Linked DNA regions of Mus musculus: region 2 is linked to region 1. Evidence: chromatin contacts called from public HiChIP or PLAC-seq data. All regions are on one chromosome and are shown on one strand. The core of a region is the stretch at or near the end of the contact, and the rest is flanking DNA. Distances in the headings are between cores, read along the strand shown.

Region 1 (4,274 bases), core at 601-3,100:
GCACAGCTAAATCCTGACACAGCACAGTCTGCCAGGATATGGGTTGGGGACAGGAATGATCGAGTGTCATCATAGCTCCCTTTGATAGAAGACTTAGATGCTCCCTGAGAGCATGAGTGAATTTAACTGCAGCCACCTAATTCCCCATCCTAATTTCTGATGCTCACAACAGGAGATGGGAGGCTGATCTGGTGGGCCTGTAGGTCTGCTTCCGTATCCCAAACTTTGGTCATTTCTAAGAGCCTCATCTTGTATATGAGTCACAAAAATCCATTTGACAGATGACAAAACTGAGACCCAAAACAGCAGCAACTTGGAGCTGGAGCGAAGAGTCAGCGGTAAAGAGCTGCTCTTCCAGAGGTCCTAGGTTCAATTCCTGGCCCTCACATGGCAGCTCACTCCTGCCCATTCCAGTTCTAGGGAATCTGACATATATGCAGGCCAAAAAAAAAAAAGTTAAATAAAAGAAAAACAGGTGGAGGTTGGCATCAACTGGAACACCAAGAGAACTGGAGATGTCCTCACCCCTAAGACTCTACCTGGGCATCCTTGGGTGTTAATCTGATCGGTGCCTTGGTTTCCCCATCTTGCACTGTACAAAGTTAGATAGTCATCAGCTCATTGCGTTCATTCAGATTTCAGCCACTGTCACAAACTCCTGCTATTGGAGCCTCTCCAGTTACTTACTTACTCAGCAATCTAGGTGAGTTCTCTTTGAAAGCTTCGGTGGATTCGTTTCCAATGGAATGGGAACCCGTACTTATTCAGTTCTCCCCAGTGGTCTTGGAATCCTGCGCCAGAGAAATTGGTACACCTCTGAGGTTGACAAGCCAGTGGCATGCCCTAAATCAAATAACCTGTGTCACTCAGCTGCGTCCTCTCCATTTTCTCCAACACAGCTGCAGCTTGCTGCGGACATGGGTGAAGTCTGTGGGTCTGGGAAGGCTTTACTGGGACTGCATCCCTCCTTCCTTACCAGGCACCACACACATTTGAAGGGATCAGACCCTCACCAGCATTCTGCTCAGATGTGACACTATTTCCCAATGCTTTGGTCCCATCTGTGACACTACGCGCGCATGTGTGTCCTAGGTCACATCTGTAAGTGTGGTCGCTAGTACAAGAAGATTCAAGGACCAAGCATGGTGGTGTGTGCCTCATGTGATTCATACACTCAGAAGACAGAGACAGAAGCATCATTGTAAGTTCCTGACCAGCTACAGAGTGAGACCCTGCTTTCAAGAACAGTTTTAAAACATCAGGCAGTAATAATGCACACCTACAGTCCCAGAACTTGAGAGGGCAAGACAGGAGGATTAGTAATTACAAGCCACCCCTGTGTTATACAGGGAGACCCTGTTGGGACAGAAAAAACAAAACAAAACAAAACAAAACAAAACAAAGGCAGGAATGTCATCAACAAGCCCCACCCCCTCAAAAAAAAAAAGGTTTTCTGTCTGATTTTTAGCTGTCACATTAGAAAAAAGGGTCTGGGAGTCAGAAATGTGATTGGAGAGAGCAGTGACCAAGGCACAGGTAGATGGTTCAGATTCCCCATTCTCTTGTGGTCATTCATCCACTAAGCAGAATTTTCTATCCTCTGCTCCTGCTCAGGGGAAGGAGAACATCAGCCAGGCTCCCAACACTGCCCTGTGTGTGTTTCTCCTTGCCCAGGACGCTTCTACTTGGAGGGTTTTAAAAGCATCCTGTTGTCAAGAGGATTGCTCCTTAAACACAGTCGAAAGCAAAAGAGGAAACAAAAACTGTGAGTGAGAGAGCTTAATTACACAGCAAGGCACACTGTCCCTTTAAGGCCCTTCCCCCATTGGTAATTGGGCCCAGCTCTTGGGTAACTAAGATAACATCCCGTCCAAGTCCTGCCATTTCTAAGCATCCTTAGTCACTGTACTTAGTGTGGGGTTTACCCAGCAAGTCCTCAGAAGGCATCCTGGGAAGAGTCCTTAGGAACCGCTCCTGGGAAGCAGGGGACTGGGCTGCTGACGCTGCTGTAGAGCACTTGCCTTGCTTGCACTGGGATCCTGGGTTCAGATCCCCAGCATGGTAAAAAGAAAGGCAGAAGAAAAGAAAACACCCCTCAACGGGAAGGTTGCCTGATGACTCCAGTGGAGACGACTAACACAGCAACAGTCACTTCAGTTGCTTTTGCTCCCCACCCCCCACCCCACCCCCACCCCTTTTTTTTTCCTGAAATGTAGCTCAGGCTGGTATCAAACTAATATTTGTGCATTGGCCTCCTGGATGCTAGCTAGGTTCTCAGGCATGCACCACATCTGTCCACTTGCTTCATCTCCAGAACTAAGTAGAAACTTGTCTGACTGGATAGGAGTTTGTCCAGAGCCTGGATTTTTTATTTTCCATAGATTTAACCCTTCCAATCTGGGAACAGAAGTGGGACACCAAGGTTAGCTCGAAGACTCAGGGTCTGAATATAGAATCTCATCCTGGATCCCCCTTCATAAAGGGGTTACCATGGTAGTCAGCATATCCTTCCTTCCTCTCTGCCACCCTTCCCTTTACCACACTGCTTGCCCACACAGTCTCCAGGTTTCATCAAAGAACTCACTTCGGCCAGGAGAGAAGGTAGATGTTGTGGTGTGCTGGTTCCAAGCCTGGGCCTTAGGACACTACATGTTTCTATATATGATCTTGTGCCTTGGCTGTCACTATGCCAGCTGGCCTCAGAAAGAAGGAAAAAGTTCCTTGGGGGAGAGACTTCCCTAGCCAAGCCCACCCTGGAACAGCCAAGCCTCCCCAGCCACAGACACCTGAGAGAGACAACAGCCTATCCACAGCCTTTGGCAGTAATGGTGACTGCTTGATGCCGTTGGTTTTGGAAGTGATTTCTCAGCATCGTTGACAATAAGTCACCTTGGCTCCATAGGATGTGTTTAGTAACACAGTGTCGCCCACCCCCACCGCTGTAGATGCTTTATTTGAATTAACCTTTTTAACCCCTGCAATACCCACAAGATGAGGTATAGCGGGAGAGTCCATTTGGGGGTGGGGGTACAGAGAATAAGGCAAAAAGAAGTTATGTTAAACGCCTTAGGACACATATTCACTAAGCAACAAGAATATGAACCCAGAGTGCCTTACTCCAGAGCCCACCTGTTGCGTTCTTAGTGACTGAGATGTTCTTCCCCCATCACTGCTTCCTTAGCAACCTGCTACCTGTCCCTCCTTGACCAGACCTGAGGCTCAGAGTTGTGACTCCTCCTCTGAGGATCACTTTTCCAACTTGCCCATAAGTATCCAGGGAATGCTTACAGAGGGAGCCTCTCAGACCCACAGGGAAGGAATCTGTTCTCTAAATACCTGTCTGGGAAAGAAACTTCATCTCTGAACATGACTCATGTTGGAGACAGGAAGAGGAGAGATTCAGGTAAGGGTGGGGGTGGAAACTTGAAATCTCAGAAGGCTGGAAGCTAAGGCAGCAGGATCCCGGGTTCCAGGCCAGCCAGGGCTACTCAAACAGACCTGCTCTTCCCCTAACTCTGGCCTCTTCCATCAGAGTACAGGGGTGATTTTCACACGTGAGAACTATTACCTACTCTCAAAAAACCTTACTAAGACCTGGAGATAAATTCCACAGGAAATGATGCTTCAGCTAGCTAGAAACGTGTGGGGTTTTTACGCACGTGCACACTCCTCTTTTTCTGTGTGTTTTCAGTCTGTGAGCCTCTGGTCATCACAAGTTGCTGTCACCAGAAGGGGGGACATTGGCAGGCATGGGCCGCTGCTATCTCCGCTCTGTGTAAAAACAATCACCCCAATCCCCACATTCTCAAATTGAACCTTCCTTGGAAATAAAGGATGTGCTTAGAGGAGTCACTCAAGTTGAGGACATTTGGGGAGTCTTGGGAGTGTGACTGGGTCTCTTGTCCAGGATGCACTATGGGGATATGACAGGCCTGAAGAGGTCAGCAGGATAGACAACTATCCCGATCTGTTTTCTCTTGCTCCAGCAGAATACCCTAAACCGATACCGTGTTTGCGGGTGAGGATACGGGGCGAGCCCTCACAGTACACTGACATTTGATCTCAGCCAAAAGACTGGGAAGTGGTGGGGTTGGAGCACTATTATCAAACTCATTTAGTGTGTGATTCCAAGAGCTACAAGTTCAAGACTGTGTGACCACAGTGGGCAAGATGGCAGCCATTGCCAGAGCAGATGTGACAGGTATCCTCTAGCAGCCCATTCTAGAGACATGACCTGATCTCGGAGGACCTCATCTCAGTAAAGCATCGTCAGG
Region 2 (4,274 bases), core at 602-3,101, 99 kb after region 1:
GGACTCTTCGGCTCAGTCTGGAAACCCTGGATTTACCCAGAGGGAGCTTTTGTGGATGGCTGCAAGTCACTGCCCTTCCATGAGGAATTAGTGAGTGAGTGAGTGAGTGACTTGAATGGACAACTGCATCACATCTGCTCTGCATCAGGACCAGAGTGGATGCGGAGGATCCGCACCATGGATGAGGTGGCACCGCTGTCATTGGAGCTACTACATGTTATTTATAACATGCCAGAGATGGTGGAAACATTTCCCATGCCTTTCTCGGTTATTCACCAGGAATTCCTGTTAACTGACACTGTTAATCTCCACATTTTAGATACAAGGGAAAGGAAAAAAAAAGAACAGAGAGTAATTGTCCAAAGATGGCACACTTGGTGTGTAGAATGAATCTGGTCCATTGACTCCAGGGCTAACTCTGGGCTGTGGTATGAGCATAGAATGGGGCAGATGCTCAACCCAGCTGATGGGTGAGTCATGATTATTAAGGGGAGAGGGATGCCATGGAATATACATACTGTCTACTAGAAGCCAGGAGATGGATGAAGAGGATGACAGGAACAACCACGTGAAAAACAATAAGAGGAAAATGAGGAGGACTATGGATGATGACAACAGCAATGGGAGGAGGATGAAGGAGAGAACAGAGGAGAGAAGGAAGGAGAGGAGCAGAGGGAGGGGGGTGGTGGGGTGCACGAGGAGGACCTTACACCCTGAGAGTTTCTGTACGAAGGAGGCAGCACAGTCTATTTGCTTGTGAATTCATTAACTCAGCCATCTCCCTGATTCCGACCATGTACCAGGCTCTGTGTTGGAGGTTGAGATTCCAGCAGGGGTAGGATGGTACAAAGGTGGTCTGTGCAGGTAGAACTCCTGCCTCTTGCCCCTGGAATTCAGTACCTTATTGGGGGGCAGTGGACATGGCAACTGAGCCATCCCAAGGCTAAGAGAGGAAGGAACAGCTACAAACTTCCTGTGTGTGTGTCCAATGAGGCCTGAAGGGCCACAGAAGCCATCAGCAAAGAAGCTGGAGAAGGGGAAGGAAAGAGTCACAACCTGGATGTAGGAGTGGCCCAGGTTGCTGGTTTGAAGCAAAAAGAAGGGCTTATACTTAGACAAACATAAAATCAGCTGCCCAAAGGCCCCTGACAAGGCAGCAGAGGGGATGAAACTGCCCAGGAACCCAGCGCACGTCTCCTTCAGGTTCCCAAGTCCCTCCTGGGTCATGAGCAGCCCCCATCAGGTCAAACTATAAACATGGCCCCCATTGTATTTCTACTCCGTGTAAGTAGGTTGGTCTCCAGAGGGCCAAGGCAAATATTTGCTGAGCCTGGCACTGCTCCAGCAGGGAGGACAATGTGTAGTCAGGCTGCTGACCTTGCGCTGTTGCGAGACTCAAGAAGCACATGACAACTTTCCACTCTCAAGCTGGAGCAGGGTGGGAAAACGCCTCTTACCCTGGTGCTGGGGAAATGTGACCTGGGGTCCATTCTTTCTCCCTTCTTTAAGGTCCCATTCTAACATCTTTTCCACGTGTGTTTCAGTTTCAACTTAACCTTCATGTTCATATTGTTGCTTTTCCTCCAAAGTCTATGACAGCAATCGGAGTGTGAGCTAACGTTGCTTTGCTGAAAATCCAATTTTCTTTGTTCTGTTTGTTTGTTTGCTTTTTGTTATTCAAGACAGGTTTCTCTGTGTATCCTTGGCTGTGTTGGAACTTGCTCTGTATACCAGGTTGGCCTCGAATTCATGGAGATCACCTTCCTCTGCCTCCTGGGTGCTGGAACTGAAGGCGTGTACCACTATCACCCAGCACAATCCAACTCTTACCCCTGAGTGGTCCAGGGCCAGGGCAAGGCTGGCGACCGCCAGTGGCTGAATCTTAGCTCAGCAGGAAAGAGGGACAATGAGGTTCATGTAAAGAAAATGAAAGCCCCCTCTGCCATTCCAGCCCCACAGTGTCTCTGAGCCACAGTCAGGGAAGGGTGGCCACTGCCTCAGTGGCCACCACCTACTTAGATCCATCCATCAGTTTTTATGTGTCCAAATCAGCTTGTGGAAAATTCACACGAGTTCCTGGATCCGAGGCCAAGACAGGACACTGAGATGCAAGACAGGCTTTTCCTGTGGTGTTAGGAAAACTCCCAGCTCCCCCAGGCCTCTGTTCCAAGCTCTGACCACAGTCTCAGTTTTTCCACCACCTTATCAATTCCTGATAGGCAGGGCTGACTCAGAGGTGGGGGTGGGTGAGGCTCGGCAGGTCTCAACCCCACCAAGCAGATCCTCACTGAGGTTCTGAGCTTCCCCAAAGCATGACATCATCAACAAGGTTGCGTGTCCTTTACCCCTGCTAATCTTGCTGTGAGCCCTATGAGAAGCTGGGTGGACCCTGGGTGTGAGGAACTGGAGTACATAAAGTCACCTGTCAAAGCCTGGCTGAACCCCTAAATCGGAGGAGACTTTCTTATAAGCTCATTTTTTAAAAAAATATTTCATATAAATTATACAAAATAATAGGTTTTATGGCAACATTTCTGCACTCATAGAATATACTTCAATTTTATACCCACCACTGCCCTCTCTCAATGCCCTGCCCTCTAGTTCCTCTTCTTCCTTTGTAGTATGTTCTGCTTTCTCACGTTTTATGGGTTTGTTGTTTTTTTTTTTAATCTAGATTTCAATATGAGAGAAAACACACTGTTTGTTCTCCATAGACTGGCTTATTTCACTTAACATGGTGCTCCATTTTCCTGTAACCATGTGATTTCTCTCTTCACAGTCAAGCAGAGGTCCATTATCTACATGAAGCACATTTCTCCCCATCCCCTCATCTGTGGAGCACCATCCGGGCTGTTTCTATGCCCTGGATATGAGAAGAGTCCTGCTTGGATGTGTCTAGGATTGTCTCGGTGGCGTGCTAGCTGAGAATCCCTCAGCCTGGATCCAGGACAGGGCAGCTCTATTTTCAGCTGCTTGAGACACCCCCATGACGATTTCTACAGGCTAGACCAATTCGCATTCCCACCAACAGTATATAGAGACCCTTTACCCCTTCATCGTTGTCTTGCTGATGGCTGTTCTCACTGAGGTGAGAAGGAGTCTCGGTGTGGCTTTAGCCTGCATCCTTCTCATGGCTAAAGATGTTGAATGTCTTTTGGACATTTCTTCCTCTTTTGAAAAAGGTGTCAGTTCAGCTCATTTCCCCCATTCATGCCTACGATAAATGCTACCAATAGCTTTTGGATATATTGGTACTTATCAGTACTCTCAACAAACATTTCTGGTTTTCACCCCCCTGGCGTTCAGACAGGATTGCATTTCCTACACCTTATGAGTGAGTGGGACCACATGACTAACGGTAGCCAATGACTTATTTAGAGGAAGTGACATATTATTCCTTGGTACTCACTCTACTGCTACTCTCAACGGGGAAGGAAGAAGTAAAATTGGGTCTTCTTGGCTATGCCTTTCTCTTCTAAAGTGCTGAGTGGTGGCATGAGGGTGACAATTGATTCCTTAGATGTCTCGGTGACTTAAATGGATTCAGTACACATGTGGTTTAAACAAAAAGTAAATCTGTGTTGATTTATGTTTGAGAATCCGGTGCTATTTGTTACATCACCATACACTCTTCTCTGCTGACTGAAACACGATATGGAAATGTGGGCTTTGCGGAGGTGACAGCTGTCAAGTCTCAGGACCCCATAGCTTTCTTTCCTCCTTACCTTGTCCCTGTGAACAAGACAAGAGAAGCTCTATGTCCACTCCATTAAATTTCTCTGTCTCACTGTGTATAAGATGAGGCAACCTGCCTCGGTATTCTATGAAGCCCATAGACACTGCACGTAGTGTCTAGCCTTTTGTCTGCACTGTGCTTAGTATATTTCATTGATTCGAAAATGCCTGTTTGCTCGCATCCAACACAATCAATGCCAACTTCCAATTAATTGGCAGTGTTTTTCTTTCTAGAAACATATAAAATAATGCTGTGTCTTCCTTCCTAATGGCGTCTAAGTCACTTAAATGCTAGGGTTGGCATGTGGTGAGTGGTGGAGATGTTTTTTATCTTTCTGATTACCCTACTGGACTTTTCTGGTCTCGCTTTACATCTGGAAAAGGGCCATTGTTATTTCAAAAGAGCAGATGACACGGCTTTCTGGGTATAATGGCTCTGGCAGTGGTGTGGATGAGGTCCTGAAGGATTCTCTCATAGGAAGCTTTGCCTGAGCACAGCCTCTCAGCATGGGCATTACATTTCTTTCCAGTGGTCTTAA

Evidence for each region. HiChIP or PLAC-seq counts read pairs in DNA pulled down with a chosen protein or histone mark.
Region 2: a contact with region 1 is called in an H3K27ac HiChIP or PLAC-seq map of heart atrium, with 4 times the contacts expected there. The contact joins two enhancer-like sites. A contact is called at or near these places in 4 of 39 promoter capture datasets (cranial neural crest, embryonic stem cells, frontonasal cranial neural crest and 1 more), 5 of 484 Hi-C or Micro-C datasets (embryonic stem cells, gonadal supporting cells, liver and 1 more) and 4 of 115 datasets of contacts at active chromatin or transcription factors (astrocytes, embryonic forebrain, embryonic stem cells and 1 more).

Annotation. Positions count from the first base shown.
Region 1 is chr8:89,018,932-89,023,205 of GRCm38.p6, reverse strand. No RefSeq gene overlaps it. Among named protein-coding and RNA genes, the nearest start is that of Mir8110, 3.7 kb to the left of the region's middle. Within about 2 kb of position 1,850, at least 41 of the 459 cell types and tissues checked have an H3K27ac peak or open chromatin away from gene starts, as enhancers often do. A contact at or near this core is called in heart atrium, where this site is marked.
Region 2 is chr8:88,920,123-88,924,396 of GRCm38.p6, reverse strand. No RefSeq gene overlaps it. Among named protein-coding and RNA genes, the nearest start is that of Gm42034, 82 kb to the right of the region's middle. Within about 2 kb of position 1,851, at least 10 of the 459 cell types and tissues checked have an H3K27ac peak or open chromatin away from gene starts, as enhancers often do. A contact at or near this core is called in heart atrium, where this site is marked.